Linked DNA regions of Sus scrofa: region 1 is linked to region 2. A link is a contact called in public HiChIP or PLAC-seq data. All regions are on one chromosome and are shown on one strand. The core of a region is the stretch at or near the end of the contact, and the rest is flanking DNA. Distances in the headings are between cores, read along the strand shown.

What was found. HiChIP or PLAC-seq counts read pairs in DNA pulled down with a chosen protein or histone mark.
Region 1: a contact with region 2 is called in an H3K27ac HiChIP or PLAC-seq map of alveolar macrophages. The contact joins the promoter of PAQR3 here to the promoter of ANTXR2 in region 2. A contact is called at or near these places in 2 of 5 promoter capture datasets (fetal skeletal muscle and liver), 1 of 47 Hi-C or Micro-C datasets (embryonic fibroblasts) and 2 of 2 datasets of contacts at active chromatin or transcription factors (alveolar macrophages and skeletal muscle).

Annotation. Positions count from the first base shown.
Region 1 is chr8:138,644,733-138,648,554 of Sscrofa11.1, reverse strand. PAQR3 (progestin and adipoQ receptor family member 3) reads right to left here and starts at 1,928. Exons shown (of 7, transcript XM_013998797.2): 1 at 1,539-1,928. The coding sequence starts at 1,723. LOC102167132 (a long non-coding RNA gene) reads left to right here and starts at 2,036. Exons shown (of 9, transcript XR_002346480.1): 1 at 2,036-2,328.
Region 2 is chr8:137,726,695-137,730,248 of Sscrofa11.1, reverse strand. It overlaps ANTXR2 (anthrax toxin receptor 2), which reads right to left and starts at 1,400. Exons shown (of 17, transcript XM_003129371.6): 1 at 832-1,400; 2 at 146-217. The coding sequence starts at 983.

The sequences.
Region 1 (3,822 bases), core at 679-3,178, 920 kb before region 2:
TTCTGAAGCAGATACTGTAATTACCCCTTTATTTACCAGTGGGAAAATAAAGCTGGGAGAGGTAAACTTTGTCCACGGTCTCATAGCTGTTAAGTGGCAGAGCTGCATGCCCAAGTCTTTTTTACTCAACAGCTGAAGATCTAAAGCACTGTATTTCACTCTTTGATCCCTGAGGTTTGGACCCTGGTATCAGAATGCAGAGGACCACCACCAGGTGGGTATAAAACCCCTGAAGGCAATTCACTGCCTGCTCTATCTCTGTGGAACTCCACGCCCACAGCGGAGCCCAGCTCTGCCTTCCTGTGTTAGTAACTCACACAAAGGAGGCAATGGGGAGTAAAGCAGTCCCTAGGATTCAAACTGTGAAGCCCCTGGGCCATCCACTGAAGACTCGTAGGGATGGACAGTGATGGCACCTAGTGACTGTGAGTCCCAAAAGCACTTTCAAAGCAGGCAGGGCGAAAGAACCAGGGCAAGACCATGCTGAAAAGACCAAGAAGCAGACATGTGGTTACTGCTCGAGCAATTCAACAGTCCACATTCCAGCAGTGGGTTTTGTCACTCCAGGGACCTAGAGCTAACCAACATCTGTATCTTAATTCTCTTCAAGTGGGGTCCTGTAATTAATTTCTGTGAGTTCTAACAGAAAGCTAGCCTAAGAACTAGAACACTAGATTTTTCGGTTTTGTTTTTTTAAACCCAGGCTTTGAAGGGACTCAGTTTTAAGTTTAGATGAAAAAATTCCTTTCTTAAAGTCGCTTCTTACACTCTAATGGAGGGTGGTGGCTGTTACAGGCTCTCTTTGCCTTTCCCACACAGCGTTTTTCACAGCGGTTATTATGTAATAGTGTAATTAGCACCCAGGCTAGACCTCGACAGCTCCATAAGAACAAGAGTTATGCCTGCTGTTCTTTCCAGGACCTAGTAGGGTGCCTGGTACCTAGCAGGGGCTCAGAGTATCTGCTAAATGAATGAATGAATGTGTGTGTGTGTGTGTGTGTGTGTATATATATATATATATATATATATATCTCCTTGATTTTATATATATATGTTGTGTAATACATATATAATGCAATGTGAACTTACTCCTATTATACAGGCATTTATCTGGCCCCAAACGTCCGAATTTCCACAGGGCTGCCTTAAAAATAAACAAAGCTTAGGTATACACAGGGGCAAGTATGGCTCAGCCATCGTCAGTGGGGTCGATTCCAACATGTATCCCGATAAGCACTGAATGGAATAAAGGATGTAAAATCTCTCCATAAACAGCCAAGTGCCACGGGAGAGTTAGTGATTACGACCACTGTTACTGTCAGTCTTCGTCCCACGGATCAAGCACCCCAGCGGGGAGAAGGAAGGATACCAAGACAGGAGAGGTGGCAGAAGGGATGAAAAGGATGGGGCAGCTAGGAAATGACGGGCACAGAGAAAAGGGGGGAAAACAGCAGGCGGACCAGACAAAAAGGATGTGCAAGAGGAGGGGCCGCCGGCGCGCCCCCCAGGCGCGCCCAGCGGAGGCGGCCAGACCTTACCTTTTGATACACAGCCTGGAGGGCAGGTAGGCCCGGTAGCCGTCGGTGATGTACGGGTTGTCCTTGAGGGACACGGGGATCTGCTCGTAGGTGTAGAGGCGGATGCCGCGGGGAACCAGGACGGGCCAGTACTGGTAGCTGCCCAACTCGATGTAATGCGCGCTCTTCAGCAGCTTCTGATGCATCCTTCCCGGCCGCCGCCGCCGCTCCCCAGCCGGGAAGCTCGCCCAGGCCCCGCCTCCCCGGGGAGGGGGCTTCGCCGCCGCAGCCCCCGCCCCGGAGCTGGCGGACGCCGCGCGAGGTCCTACGGCCCCGCAGCTGCCCGGGCCCGGTACCGCGCACAGAGCGGCCACCGGCGTCAGCGCCCCCGCGGCCCCGCGACGTCGCCGCCCTCTCTGACGTCAGCACGCTGCCTGGGCCCCGCCCCTCGGCCCTGCCTGGGCCGGCGCCACCGGGGGCGGGGCCTGGGCGGGGCGGGGCCTGGGCTGGGGCGGGCGCGCAGGTGCCGTGGGGGCCGCGGGGCTGGGCCCGGGCCTCCGCCGCTGCTGGAGTTCGAAGGCGAGGCGGCCCAGTCCTCCTCGTGGGTGAGAAGAGCGCAGAACTGTACGGCGAATACAAGCGGTTTTTTTCCTTATCCTGTTTTTAATTAGAAGCAATATGCGTTACATTTTGAAAAACCAAGGGGAAAAGAGTAACTGGGAGAAGAATAAGAACTAGACCTAGCTCCACACCGGTTCTTTGAGCTTGGAATGTCACACATTTCTTAACCTGCGACGTTATCTCGGCCAAGGTCAGTCCTTTGAAGTAGGTGGAAATAGAGGAAACCTGATGCACAGAGAACATGTACCAAAATCGGGAATAAGCTGAGCCGTAGAGAATCCCCAACGCTTTCGAAGTATTCAAAGCCCCAAAGCTCTTCAGAGTATTTTCTCTGACCACAGTAGACTTAAACTAGAGATAAACAAGAAAACTGAAACTCCCCAGATGTCTGGAATTGAAACAAAGCACTTCCAAGTATTTTAGTGGGTTGATGGAGAGAGCGCAAGGAAATGGAACTCAATGCCAAAGATAGAAGATATAAAAACTTGGGGGCGTGCAGCTAATACGGTGCTTAAAGGAAATGTTATAGCTTTTTTTATAGCTACGAATGATGATGCCAATTCTTCTTCTTCTTCTTTTTTTTTTTTTTTTTGCTTTTTAGGGCCGCACCCTCGCCTTTTGGAGGTTCCCAGGATAAGGATCCAATTGGAGCTACAGCTGCCGGCCTGCACCACAGCCACAGCAACATCAGATCTGAGCCGTGTCTGTGACCTACACCACAGCTCAGGGCAACGCCAGAACCTCCACCCACTGACAGAGGCCCTGGATGGAACACACAACCTCTTGGTTCCCAGTTGCGTTCGTTTTTTTTGCTCCGCGACAAGGGGAACTTCGCCAAAGCTTTTTCCTAATGGCAAAAGGGCAGAACGTTAGTTTTGCATCCATGTATGTAGACCCCTTAGTGCATTGTTTGGCAACAGTGCATGATAACAATCATCGACGCTGTTATTTATTTACTGTTGTTGTGTTGGTAATACTAGTTGATGTCTGAGAGGCAGTATAGGTTGTGATTAACTTCTGAGCGTTGAAGCCTTACTACCTGGGTTTGAATTCAGCCACTTATGAGCTGTGTGTCTTGTACAAGTACTAAAGCTCTCTGTGTCTCGGTTTTCTCACTGGTGGAACAGGACTAATAAGGAGTAGTTTGTGTTAATCAGTAAATCCATGTAACACTGTTAGAAAACCGAAAACCGCCAGGCATATTGTTAGCTCGGACAAATGTTCTCTTTTATTAGAGTTCAAGGTAAGATATGTTGATAGTTAAAACGAGACCAGTGGAGCTCTATCCTAAAGAGACTTAAATGTCGTGTCATGGCCTTGAGACTTTTCTTTAAGCCGAGGCGCTCTAATTTGAGGGCTTACTGTGTGGCCAGGACATTCGCTCTGCTGAAGGTCAGTGTGTATAGGCATTCTCCTCACTGTGGAGGAAGATCGTGCCCGAGAATGCCTGCCACTCCCACCGAGTCCTTCTGGGAGGCTTCTTTTTTTTTTTTTTTTTTTTTTGCTATTTCTTTGGGCCGCTCCCGCGGCATATGGAGGTTCCCAGGCTAGGGGTCAAATTGGAGCTGTAGCCACCAGCCTACACCAGAGCCACAGCAACCTGGGATCCGAGCCGCGTCTGCGACCTACACCACAGCTCACGGCAACGCCGGATCGTTAACCCACTGAGCAAGGCCAGGGACCA
Region 2 (3,554 bases), core at 151-2,650:
CCTTGAGGCACTTTTTAAAAAATCACCATTTCAGCAACGGCTTTCCCTGCGAATGATTTCCAAAAAGGGGTACCCTTCCTCCCCTTTGCTCTACTTCGCTCTACCTCCAACTCTACTGCTTAGGAAAGGCAAGTGGGAGAAATACCTCACAAATCTCTCTGTAAGTTGATGGACAAAATTGTAAATTTCAATCCAGTTATTGGCCACACTCCCAGACCTGAAAAAGGAAATCGAACTGATCAGAAAAAGAGCGCGTTTGCATGGGGGTAGCCTGACCTCTTCTTCAAGCACAGTAACAGTATCCAAAGCTGAAACTCAGATGCCACCACAGTCTAGGAAGTCAACCCATCTTCAGGGACCACCTGCCTGCTAACTGTCCGGAGGAGGTTCCCAGCTCTTCGAAATAAACACAGCCTTCCTGGGATGGAAATGCAACCACACTGGGTGTGCTGACCTTGGTCTTTGCCTAGCTAAGATGAAAGCTGTGCTCGGGAGAAAAACCAAGCAAACTTGAGCCAGTGTGAGGCAATGAGGCCAAGGGGGGCTGAGAAAGAGTCTTGTCTGCGTTCCAGGGTGGCAGAAGGCTACCCCAAGTGGCCGCACTCCGCGGTCTCAAGAAGCCCCCTGACCGGTCAGCAGTGACTGCCCATCTCCCTAGAGAGCCTAGGGGCTGGGCATCCTCCCCTCACCCCGCACACATCCGAACGCGCTCGCCTCTCGCACAGCAACAGCCCCAGGGCACGGGGCACCCCTCCCCGGGTCGCGCACACACACCTCAACTTCGCCAGCCACGGCTCCCCACCCAGTGCCACGCTCCCCAGAAGCACTCACTTGTCCAGGACGAAGTAGAGATCAAAAGCTCCACTGCAGGACGGCTGCTCCTGGGCGCTCACCAGCGCCCCAGGACCGCTGAGAGCCAGCAGCCACAGCCCCGGGACCAGCCAGCTCCCGGGACGGCGGGCTGGGAACGGCCCCGCCACCATCCTGCGGCCGGGGGCCTGCAGCTCCCTCGGGCTCCGAGCCCCCTCGGCGCGACCCCGGCGGGACGCTAGGGTGGCAGGAGGGACCGGGACGCACCCCGGGGTGGGGGGGCTGTGGGCAGCGGGGGCGCCGGCGCCTGGGTCCGCGGGACCCACTCCCGGCCCGAGGAGGAGGGAGGGAGGGACGGAGGGAGGGAGGTCCTAGGAGGACAAAGGGAGGCTCGCCGCCGCGGCCGCCGCCGGAACTCTCGACGAGCCCCGGGGCAGAGCGAGCGGTCCGCCCGCGATTCCCGAGCGCTGCTGCCCACGCTCAGGGCCCACGGCGGCGGCTCCCCGGGCGAGCTGCTCCCGGCCCGCGGGCCAGCCTCCAGCGGCCGCCGGGAGCGCGGACTCCGGGGGCCGCGCGCGGCGGGACGGGGGCCCGGGGCCCGCTGCGTCCGCGTGGCCGTCCTCCGGCGGGCGGCCCGGCTGCCTTCGGCGCCCCCGCCTCTCTTGCCGTCCTCCGCTCTGGCGGCGCGCAGCCGGGCGGGCCCCGGCAGAGGAGGAGGCCGAGCGGCCCCGGGGCTGCTGGCTCCGGAGAAGCCGCCCACACCAGGCCGGCAGCGGCAGCGGCAGCCGGCCGGTCCCCGCGGGGGCCCGAGCCCAGGCCCGCGAGCCGCACACGCACACTCGTGGGTTCGTGCAGAGTTAAGACGACGAACGCTCGCCGGCTTTCGGGAAGCGGAAAAGTCGCTTCGGAAAACAAACGTCCTCTGCAAAGTGCACGGCCCCTGGCGCCGCCGGCCCGGCCTGCTGCAGCAGCTGCGCGGAGCCCTGGGCGCCGTCGGAGACTGAACTCCGAGCTGTCCCGACCGAGGTGACGGCCCTCGCTCTGCCCCACCCCTCCCTAAGGGAGGCAGCTTCCTCTTTTTTTCTTTTTCTTTTTCAAGTGTATAAACCTACTTTGTAGTTTCATCTCAACGAGCCTAGAAAAGGGGGGGCGGGGGGGAACGGGGTGAGGGTGGTGATGCTTCAGGAGAAAGGAAAAGTTGTAGCACAAACTATTTCACCCCACTGTCATTCACCTCAAGCGCCAGATAGTAAGCACGTCATCTTGGAGCCAGCTCGGCCACCCTTGCCAAACTTGTGACTTCAAACTTGCATCCGAATTCTCCGCTTGCTCCCTGCCCCCTCCTTCCCGCCCCTCCCCCATCCCACCTCCGCCTGGGACTTCGGCCTCCCCCCTTGTGGAAACCGGCTTTCAGAACCTAAGGATCTCCGTGGTACACACACCACGGACTAACAGTAACATGAAGTGTCGCCTCCTCTTTCTCCTTGGAATTAAATCAGTGCTTTATGATAAAAAAGTTCATATCGTGCTTAAGCCCATATGGTCTTAGCAACTGAATCGGTTGTCATGTGTACTTAACTTTTCACTCCCGTTATTTCTGACACAGCACCAGACTCACAAGCTCTTTGAGGGCAGAAACCTGTCACTTTAACAAAGGTGTACTGAGTACCTACTTCGTGCTAGGCAATGTGCTAGGACCTAGAGTTTGAGCACGGCGAGCCCTGGTTTCCATGAAGCTTGTAGTCTGGTTGAGGAGGAAAAACAGACAAAAACATATGAGTAAATGTTCGTATTAGAAGGGAGTTTTCAATTCAGAGGTTTAAAATATGCTGATATGGTAGAGGACAACTGACCGGAGAGCCCACACAAGGAAGACAGCCCCTCCGAGAGTTAGAAGAGGACACATTCCCAGCTACTGCATCTTTCCACGTGCGTTATGGAAAGATAACACATCCAAGAACCACAAAGAAAAACAACGTGGTTAAGTTTTGTAAGAAAGAGGAAGGAAGAGAGGTAGGCAGAGGCTAGATTAGGTCCTTTGTAAACTCGGATAAAGAATTCAGATACTTTATATTGTATGACTAGAGCCCATTAAAAGAATTTAACCCCAGTGGTGGGGAAAGGCATAAATTGGTATTATCTGTGTTTTTCAAAAATCTTTCTGGCTGATACAATGAATTTGGAGGCAACGAGAATGAAAAGAGGAAGACCAGCGAGACAGCTGCAATATCAGGGCACAATAAAATGGTACCTTGGGAGTTCCCATTTTGGCTCAGCAGGTTAAAGGATCTGGTGTTGCCCTGAACTGTGGTGTAGGTTGTAGACACGGCTCGGATCCCGCGTCGCTATGGCTGTGGGGTAGGCCAGCAGCTACAGCTCTGATTTGACCCCTAGCCTGGGGACCTCCATATGCCACGGATGCAGCCCTAAAAAGACAAAAGACCAAAAAAAAAAAAAAAAAAGGTACCTTGGACCATCCTCCTATAGTGGCTAAACCAAGAGACACGAATGGATGGCAGCTTCCATAAATACCGATGGATCCCCACTTAGAAATGTCTGCTACTTAGAGGAGGAAATGGATCCACCACTTCTTTTCTGATAAGGTAAGAGGGTACTGATGGGGCCAGGGGCTGAGTGAGTGGAGGATGACAAACGCCTTTGCTGGAAAGAACTGCACATCCTCCATTGTTTCTACAACAAAATAAACCAGGAAGTCCAATGAGAGGAATGGCTGTTACGAGCAT